Regions from separate parts of the Xenopus tropicalis genome. Here region 2 is linked to region 1. A link is a contact called in public Hi-C data. All regions are on one chromosome and are shown on one strand. The core of a region is the stretch at or near the end of the contact, and the rest is flanking DNA. Distances in the headings are between cores, read along the strand shown.

Region 1 (4,744 bases), core at 1,431-3,930:
CTTGCCAGTGGAATGGCATATCGGGGAGATTAGTCACCAGCGGTGGTGATTTATTGCGGGCGACTAATCTCCCCGTGTGCCACTGCCCTAGTAGTAAAAAATTCTTATAGTAGTTGAAACTTCTTATAACCTGGAAACAATATTTGCATGCAGTAATATGATTTTGCCATTAATATCATATGACATCACGCCCCCCCTTCCTGACCGAAGAGTCCCAGAGAGACTGATTGCTGAGAGGGGGATAGAGAAACTGTAAATCATTTTTAATTGATTGTACTTGCATTTTATTATTTTAAGTATTTCTAGGTGATGTTGCAATTAAAAATAAATAGAGTTTATTGAGGGGCCTCAACCCCTTTTATGAAAACTATCTTTACATTTGATGCATTTAGAACAAATATGCAGAATTAAAAATGCTATTTCTGAAGACTGTGATCAAACCATTACTTGAAACTTCAGGTGGCACCATATGGCGCCAACGTACTATGCAGAAGAACAACAAAGATAAGCTAATACATTCACACTGATACAAAAAGAAGAGACCCAATGTCCTAGTTCACACTCTACAGGAAGAGAAGGGCCAAGGGTTTTATGTTGGAGACAACAGGACACAAGTGCAGAGTGTAAAATCTATATGCAGGTTAATTGCAGGGCTGGAACTAGGGTAGGCAGCACATGCATCTGATTTGGATGCAACTGGAGGGGCACAATTCAGAGAAAAAAAATTTGCAGCATGGTTCCCATATGCTTCCACTGCACTAGGGTAGCTGGATGGTGCGGGAGTGGGTGCATGGCAGTAAGCAGCCTTGTGGTTGCGAGAACAGGTGGGGTGGTTTAGGTGGTGACTGATGGGGAGGAAGCAGCAGTGGGCAACTATGTGGTGTGTATGTTTTCCCACTGGCTATTCACATTTATGCAGGTGGGAAAGCATGTGATGGCAGATATGGAGATTAGCGATATGCGATAAAACAGATTTTCCCTTATTAGCTAACTAAGATGATAATCACAGCAAGATTTAAGAAAATTTCAGTTCCTTTCAAAATCAGCTTTGAAAAAGGAACTGAAATATTTTAAAAGCTTGCAGTAATTATAATCTTAGTTAGCCATTACAGTAAGAAGCAGTGATTTTTCATTAGTCTTGCCAAAGGCTGATGACACATGGGGCAGATCTTAGAGCCTTCTTGCCTCCCTTAGCACTCTTCCTCCATTACAGTTAAAAGGCAGTGATAGGGAGAAATCCACTTTTAACCCATATAAAGATGAGCCAGTGCTAACAACTTGCCAGTGGCTGCATAATGCAAGCTCCTAGGAACCATTAAACTGTTATTATAGAGTTTAGGCTAGTAGCATGCAGGGCTTTCACTAACACATCCCTCTTATGAAAATTTCATTGTAGCACCACATTAAAAAAGAATTTCCTTTTTAAACATGCTTGTACTTGTCAGGGTCACTTTCATTTTTACAGGACTGACCTCCTGAAAATTAGTCAAAGAAACAGACCCGTCCATTGAATCAAAATATCACCTCGATAAAAAGGCAGAAGGGAAAGAAATTACAATAGAAAAACACAGGTATGGGATTTATAATCCAGAAAAGTCAGATCTGCTTCTATTAAATTAGGCACAAAAATGCACACTTTTGTGTTTCGCTGTGAAATCTGCTCCTGACCTAAATGTACCCATAAAAAGGACAGTTTTAAGCTGTCAATTTAAGCCCTTCAGACTGATTTGGCACCTTATCTACCTGTGTATGGGGACCCCCGATGGGCCGAATATTGGCCAGATGTTGATTGGGCATGTTTGATTTTACTGTTGTATCAGGGACATCATCGGCTCATTGATGCAGTCCTCGCTTTGACAGTTCCAATTCCAGTCGTTGCAACCCAACTCCACCTTAGGTGGGTATATAGTGTATGGCCAACTTAAAGGTGGCCATACACGCACCGATATTATCGTACGAAACCTCGTTTCGTACGATAATCGGTGCGTGTATGGCATGTCAGCGAGCCGACCGATATCGCAGGAAGCTGCTGATATCGGTTGACTCGCCGATCGGCCAGGTTAGAAAATTTTGATCGGGCGCCATAGAAGGCGCCTGACCAAAATTCTCCCTTCAAAGCTGAATCGGCAGAAGGAGGTAGAAATCCTATTGTTTCTACCTCCTTACCTGCCGATTCAGCCCTGAATGGTGTGTGGCGGATCTGACGATGTTTCGTGCGACCGACGGTCGTACGAAACATCGTGAGATCGCCACGTGTATGGCCAGCTTAAGACATGGTGCTTCATATTACAGAAACATTCCTTATCAGGAAAGCCTCAGGTCTTGAGGGTTCAAGATAACAGCTCCCATACTTGTACTGCAATATGTTAACTAACTATAAGAAAATGCTTTTTATCATTTGTCTAAAGCAGATCTGCCTATGTTTCATGGATGTTAATGCTTATGTTCCATGGGCATTTCAGAACAGGATAGTGACCTGACAAAATCCATGTTGTATGAACTGAGGCTTTATTTTATGTCACTGTAAAAAGTTTAAAGGCAAAACTGAAATACAGGCTTCCCATACTTAGGGGTCAAGGAGTATCAGGTTCACGCTCAGCTCGTACCACCAAGATAGTACCGAATCATTTAAAAAGTAGTATGCCATTAGCACCATGCATTGATAGGGTTTTACCCACACTCTGGGCATTTCTGGCAATTAATAAAAAAAGTATTTTCCACTGCGTGCTGCAGTCTGTGCACCTCCAGTCTCCTTAAAGTGGTTGTTATCATAAAGCAGTGCATTTCTTTGTAGATGAATATGAGTTAATGTTCGCTCACAAAGCAACCACCTTGATCATTCACATTCCAGAAAGCAGAAATGTTTTAGGTCTTGGAATAATCCTATTCCTTTCCAAAGAAACTGCTCTGCAGATCCTCCGGTTTATCTGTTCTGCTGTGTAACTGCCCTCGGTCAGTCAAAATCAGAATCTGAGTCTTCATCTAGGAATAAGCAAGGAGAATGTGAGATGCTGAGCAAGACAAATACCACAGTGCAAGTAAACTGATAGGGTCACAAACATTTCATAGTGAGAAAAGTACAGTTCTTAATGCATTGGTATAAAAAATAAATCTGTGTTGATGTTAAGATATACAGAAAATACTGTAATCAGTCTATGTTTTTAAAGAGGCAGTTCACCCTCGCAGAAAAAATGGTTTATTGTGTTTTTAAAATGAAGCATTTATGTAATTAATTGTATTTTTTTTTTTTATCCTTTTTTCATACAGTGCCAACAAATTATAGAAATTATACAGATGTACAATGCAATATTGAATGGTGCGGCCATAGTTTTAGCTCCACTCATGGGCTAACAGACTACCATCTCTGTAATGGATGACCATGTTGGCAGCAATTATCAACGTATTATTGATTGGGTTTTTAACCACTTAGCTTCAGCACATGTTCTTGTGTACAGCTGACACCAGTGATACAAAAGTACTGTAAATGAGCAGTGCAAATGTGGTTTCCGTGACATTAGTAAATGAGCTCCATTTAAGCACTATATTCTATAACCCATTGTTTACACCTGTAACAAATTTTAGGTTAATCCCACAGATATCATACATTCCTATACTACACTAAGGGGCACATTTACTAATCCACGAACGTCCGAAAAGCGTCCGAATGCGTTTTTTTCGTAATGATCGGTATTTCGCGATTTTTCGTAAATTGTCGCGACTTTTTTGTAGCCATTACGACTTGCTCGTAAATTGTCGCGACTTTTTCGTGGCCATTACGACTTGCTCGTAAATTGTCGCGACTTTTTCATAGCCATTATGACTTGCTCGTAAATTGTCATGACTTTTTCGTAGCCGTCGCGCTGAGTACGAAAGTTTCGGATTCATTCAAGCTTCAGTATCGTGACTTTCCTTGGGCCAGGTTGGAGCTGCAGAGTGCCATTGAGTCCTATGGGAGGCTTCCAAAATCATGCAAAGTCTGAAAGGTTTGCCTGCTACGAAATGGCTACGAAAAAGTCTCAGCAATTTACGAGCAAGTCGTAATGGCTACGGAAAAGTCGCGACAATTTACGAGCAAGTCGTAATGGCTACGAAAAAGTTGCGAAATGTTCGTTTCCAATCCGATTTTTTCCCATTCGGGATTCGGATTCGTGGATTAGTAAATCAGCCCCTAAGTGAGAAGCTCTCCAGTTAGCAAGTGAACATTTGCACTGACAGGAAATAAACACTCATGGGTATTACTTCCTTTTCTACACTTTCCTTAATCAGTATAGAACAGAAATAGTGTTTCTAAATAGGGTGTAGCTACAGTTATTTGTATTAGTGAAATAATTCATAAGCATATTGCATCTTGCATGTACCGGAGTAATCCCTTGTGGTAAAAAACAGACTTGTCTCATTTACTAACATCTGGCAATATCCCCCCATATATTAAATATGTATTTTTATTATTCTAACTCCATTAGACTGTCTGGAGCTAAGTGCAGATTGTTTGGCATGGTTTCCATCAGATTTTGCCAGTGTTAGTAAATAAGCCTAAGTTGAGTACTGTTGTTGTCTAGCGGGAATTCCCAGTCCGCAGTAACCAACCGGCACACCTGTCAACATCAAAAAATAATTCTAAATAATTGGGCAGCAGATTACATGAAACTTGCTCTGTTATGGATTATGGTATGCCCTACTCATCCACGCTACATTCCAAGTGGCTTTTGTATTGTGTTTGCCTTTTAGCAACTATAAATAATGC
Region 2 (4,838 bases), core at 396-2,895, 100 kb before region 1:
AGATGGGTCGTGGCTGGGTCTTCCAACATGACAATGACCCGAGGCACACAGCCAGGATAACCAAGGAGTGGCTCTGTAAGAGGCATATCAAGGTTCTGGAGTGGCCTAGCCAGGCTCCCAACCTAAATACAATAGAAATTCTTTGGGAGCTGAAACTGAACTGAGCTGTTGCTCAGTGACAGCCCCGAAACCTGACAGATCTAGAGGAGATCTGTGTGGAGGAGTGGGCCAAAATCTCTGTTGCAGTGTGTGCAAACCTGGTCAAGAACTACAGGAAACGTTTGACCTCTGTAATTGCAAACAAAGGCTTCTGTACAAAATATTAACACTGATTTTCTCAGGTGTTCAAATACTTATTTGCAGCAGGGCAATACAAATACATTCTTTAAAAATCATACAATGTGGTTTCCTGAATGTTTTTTTTTAAATGCTGTCTCTCACAGTGGGAATGCACCTACAATGTGAATTTCGGACCCCTCTATGATTTCCCCTGGCTGAAACGTTGAAAATAAATTGGAGAAACACTGTTGTTCTATGTTTGATTAGACCCCTGTGGCGTTATGGAAGCTATATACTATAGATCGCAGCTAATCCAAAAGTGTATTCCTTTGTTGACAGATATTTGCATAAACAACCAGGACTCGGGCATGTTATGAAGAGACAGGCTATTTGTAGCCTGAAATATGTGCCTTGACGTCTCACATTAGGAGAGTGCCAGCTATTTACAGCATTGCACTGATGCCAAGCAGCAGCTGTGTGACAAATTATGGCTCATATTGTCCAAAAACAATGGCTGCTTTTACTGTCTGATCCAGACCATGCTTGTGCACGAGTCACATTGCTGTAGGTTTCTATAAATGTGTGTGCGTATATAATAGATATTTGGCTCTCTTAAAATAGATTCACTTTATAGTTTAGTTTTTTTTTCCAGTGGTTATCAATCCACTTTTAACAACCTGTTTCTAATTCACAACAGTCAGCACTCTTGCCTAACACTAAAATGTAAAGTAAACTGGCAGAGGAGGCTTACAGGCTATACTTCACCTATAATTGACTGTTTTGGGGTTTTGTGTGATTGCAGGGCCTATATTTGCCTGTACTGATCTTTTGTTTTGGCAAATAGATTCTTCAGCCATGATCTTTGAATGGGTTCAGTCATTTTCATCTGGCAAGACAGTACCTTAACCAAAGCTGTTTGAGCAACTGTATGAGTCTGTGGATTGTCAGCAAAGTGTCATGGATGAAAGCCAAACTGTCATCAATCTGGAATAACAATATATTATTAATTGTACTTTAATTTGTCAGGATATTTGTGTTAATTTTGAGTATTTTTAAAAAATGACTGCTGTTTTTTCTTTTTGCTCATTTTAATTGCCATAAATAATCCTAAAAAAGACTCAAAATACTGCAGTGATGTAAACAGTGGATTTCAAAATAAGTTTTTCCTTTTCTTTTGCAGATCTCACACGTTGCAATGTGTGGATTTTGGATGGAGACTTGTACCACAAAGGCCTTCTAAAATTTGCGCTGCCTGCAGAATCTATCAGTGAGACCGTGGCAGTGTTTGTTGGGGACATGTCCAGACCCTGGACTATTATGGAATCATTGTTAAAGTGGGCAAGTGTTCTGCGAGAGCACATAGATAAACTGAAAATTCCTCCAGAGGAAATGCGAGAGTTAGAACAAAAGAGTAAGTTGGGTGTGAGCTTTCTACATCAATGCAAGAGCCTTAGGAGAGCTTTACCTTTGTTTGCTTTCTTTCATACTAGCAAAGGGACATAAAACAATGATTATGTAAAAATGTTTTGCATCAGCCCAGTCATAGAGAACCATATTTGCTTCTCTTATTTTAGTCTCTTGGATAATTTAATGGCAAAAAGCATTTTGTCAAAAAAAATTGTACCTCTGTTTTTATGATGTTCTCATTAAATTAAAGACATTTACAATTCTGTTAGGGAAACGCAAACAGCTACCAAATACACACCCCATTGTAAAAAAAACTGTGTACTTATTAAGTTGTTTATTGATTTTTATCAATGGTGTACCTCTGTGTAAAAATCTACTTTAGATGAAAGCAGCCTCTTGAAAATGTTTTGTAAAAATATGGCAGTCATCCATCACATTTTTGTCATGCTGTAACTTACATGCCCTTTTATTTTTTCCATTAACTTCCATTAATAGATTACGTAGAGTCTGTACTTTTCAGCGAGCACCACTTAGTGATCCTCTTCTTCCGCTTCTATGTTTTGCAATGGCCCCTAGCCGACCCATGCACTTTTTAGTGTGAAAAAAACTCTTGGCTTTTTTTTTTACTAAGTTTAAAGTTTGGCTTTTCACTCATTTTGCACACATGCTTGAAAGAGTGCCCTTAACCTTAAGTAATACATATAATAAGCAGTTAGGAATGGTGGTTAAGTAATAGTTTGCTGTTAATATTAATAATAAAAAATACTGCCCTTTTCCTACCTAATTGTGTCTGCTTTACAGCACCATCTTTTATAACGTGCCACTAATAGTCATTTATATGTAATCTGCCCTGCTTTGTTGTTGACCAAGAGCTAGTATAATATTACCTTAGGTGAAAACTTGGTTTAGTTGTGTCTAATTTAAAAACTTTTAACTGTGATGTGCAGAGGAACACTCACTAGGCAGCCCCCACATGGGTGCCTAAAGCAATTGTGTGGTCCCACACAAAAGCCAAATGGGCTGAGATTTGGTGTGCATGTAAGTATGATCTAGAAAATTAATGAAATCCAGGCTAACCATTACGTAGATATTTTCAGCAACTACATCAGAAAGTGACATAAAAAGCTTACAGGTACATACTATTGCTGTATTAAAACACTGTCATAAGTTAAGGAGCTCACTAGATTAATTAAAGCAAACGTGATTGGCTGGTATAGTATCGATTGCATTGAGCATGAGTTGCACCCATGTTGGTAAATAATGGCTATGCTTTCATAAACTAAAACAGAAAGTCAGCCAAACCACATAAACTTCACAATACATCTAACAGAGGGTGCAAATATCATCTTGGCAGAACTTATAAACTTTTAAAAATGTTTAAACATGAACTGCTCAATCAGCTAAGTAAACATTATTACACATTTTGTTGGTGTACCTAGTCTGTGCAAGCAAAGGTTTGTGTGGTATGTTCAGTACTGCAGAGTCCCCAATGACTACAATAAGAAATTCTCATGTTTCTCTCGTGAAAACAATAACTTATTTGCAGAGTGTATTTACTTCCTGATTCCTGTAATATGTGAGCATTTCATTTGTAAATAGTTTGCAACATTGGTAGTAACATAGCTTTACTGTTGCTTTAGGACAGGGCTGTCCAACTGGAAGCAATTGGGTCAGATTTGGTACTTTTAAATAGCTTAATATAGTTGTGTTATTCTTCATTACAATGATTAATATGGTAGTGTGTACTTTTCATTACCTAATTCTAAGGGCTCTGGCACACGGGGAGATTTGTCGCGGGCGACTAATCTCCCCAAAATGCCATTCCACCGGCGAAAATGTAAATCGCCGGTGGGATTGCATGCGTTGCCTTGAGAGTAAACTTTCCGCCGCGTATGCCATCCCACCGGCGATTTACATTTTCGCCTGTGGGAAGGCATTTCGGGGAGGTTAGTTGCCTGCGACAAGGGAGATTTGTCGCGGGCAACTAATCTCCCTGTGTGCCAGAGCCCTAACTGACAGGCTTTGTGAAGGAACAACCCAATCATTTATGATGACATGACGCAAGATATTATATATTAGAGTACAAATGTGTTTTTCCTGACATCTAATTTAGGAGCCCACACCTGCAGGCACACTGGATTGCTGATGTAGCCTAACCTTGTTGTCTGTTTATTAAGTCTTTATTGCATGTTGCAAAAATATTTGTATTCTTATTTTCTATGTAAGCTCACCTCAGAAATTGAAAAGATTCTTCAAGGAAAGTAAAGGTGTCACTTTTTTAAGAGCAATTGTACATGGTACTTGGATGAATGATCACATAAATTACAGCTTGGTGACCCACCTTAATGATTTTAAATTCTGCAACAGACTTTCAGCCCTTTTCCCACTCCTGCAAGCCTTGTCACTCGTGTTTGCAAATGCACAGTGTAGACCCCTTCCCCCCTTGATAAATCTTTAGCTTCTGCATTAAAAAGACCAAGTGCCAGTCCATCTTTTTGACCTATGCCATGCAATGAATGGAATGGATCAAACAGCAGCCCACCACTAAATAGGATATAGTCTATAGATCATTGCTACTCATTAATTAGTTGACAATTTGAAAACACTAACAATTAGAGTAATCTCTCTTTCAGTTATTAAGGACTTTCAAGAGTATATTGAACCTGAAGAAGCACTCTCAGGATCGCCGCAGAGAAGAGCTCCTACATCATCTGGGATAGAGGATGAAAATATTGTCTTGCCTCTTGGGGATAATATTCTAACACACAACCTTGGAATTCCTGTGTTGGTTGTTTGCACTAAGGTATGATCTTCTGTACTGAATAGAAAAAAGAGTCAGACCAAAGGTAGAGGGCAGCCTGTCATGCCATGATCCATTAATGAAGCTTATGTTTAAGAAGGGCTATGCTGCCTCTTTAAACTGCGGCAAATTTTAGACAAATCTATTAGCAAAATAAAAAATGATGATATAGTGCTCTTTAGTGCTGGTGAGGTTGATGCTCTAAATCTGACCCAGTCACGGTGAAGCAATACGATAGGAAGCCATTCCGTAGTGGTTAGTTGTGTGCGATAGCAGTGATTTTTTGTGTGCGATTAAAGCTCTCCGTGGGTCCTTACTCTCAGTCATGAATGGAGGAATATATTATGCATAA

What was found. Hi-C and Micro-C count contacts between places; a contact is called where the count stands out from the background.
Region 2: a contact with region 1 is called in a Hi-C map of brain, with 3 times the contacts expected there. The contact joins two enhancer-like sites. A contact is called at or near these places in 2 of 5 Hi-C or Micro-C datasets (brain and gastrula embryo).

What each region holds. Positions count from the first base shown.
Region 1 is chr4:57,923,262-57,928,005 of UCB_Xtro_10.0, reverse strand. cmtm3 (CKLF-like MARVEL transmembrane domain containing 3) reads right to left here. Exons shown (of 5, transcript NM_001112977.1): 5 at 2,492-2,982. The coding sequence ends at 2,954. Among named protein-coding and RNA genes, the nearest start is that of cmtm4, 7.1 kb to the left of the region's middle. Within about 2 kb of position 2,680, at least 1 of the 11 cell types and tissues checked has an H3K27ac peak or open chromatin away from gene starts, as enhancers often do.
Region 2 is chr4:58,026,523-58,031,360 of UCB_Xtro_10.0, reverse strand. It overlaps dync1li2 (cytoplasmic dynein 1 light intermediate chain 2), which reads left to right. Exons shown (of 13, transcript XM_004913576.4): 4 at 1,460-1,690; 5 at 4,320-4,489. Among named protein-coding and RNA genes, the nearest start is that of dync1li2, 14 kb to the left of the region's middle. Within about 2 kb of position 1,645, at least 4 of the 11 cell types and tissues checked have an H3K27ac peak or open chromatin away from gene starts, as enhancers often do.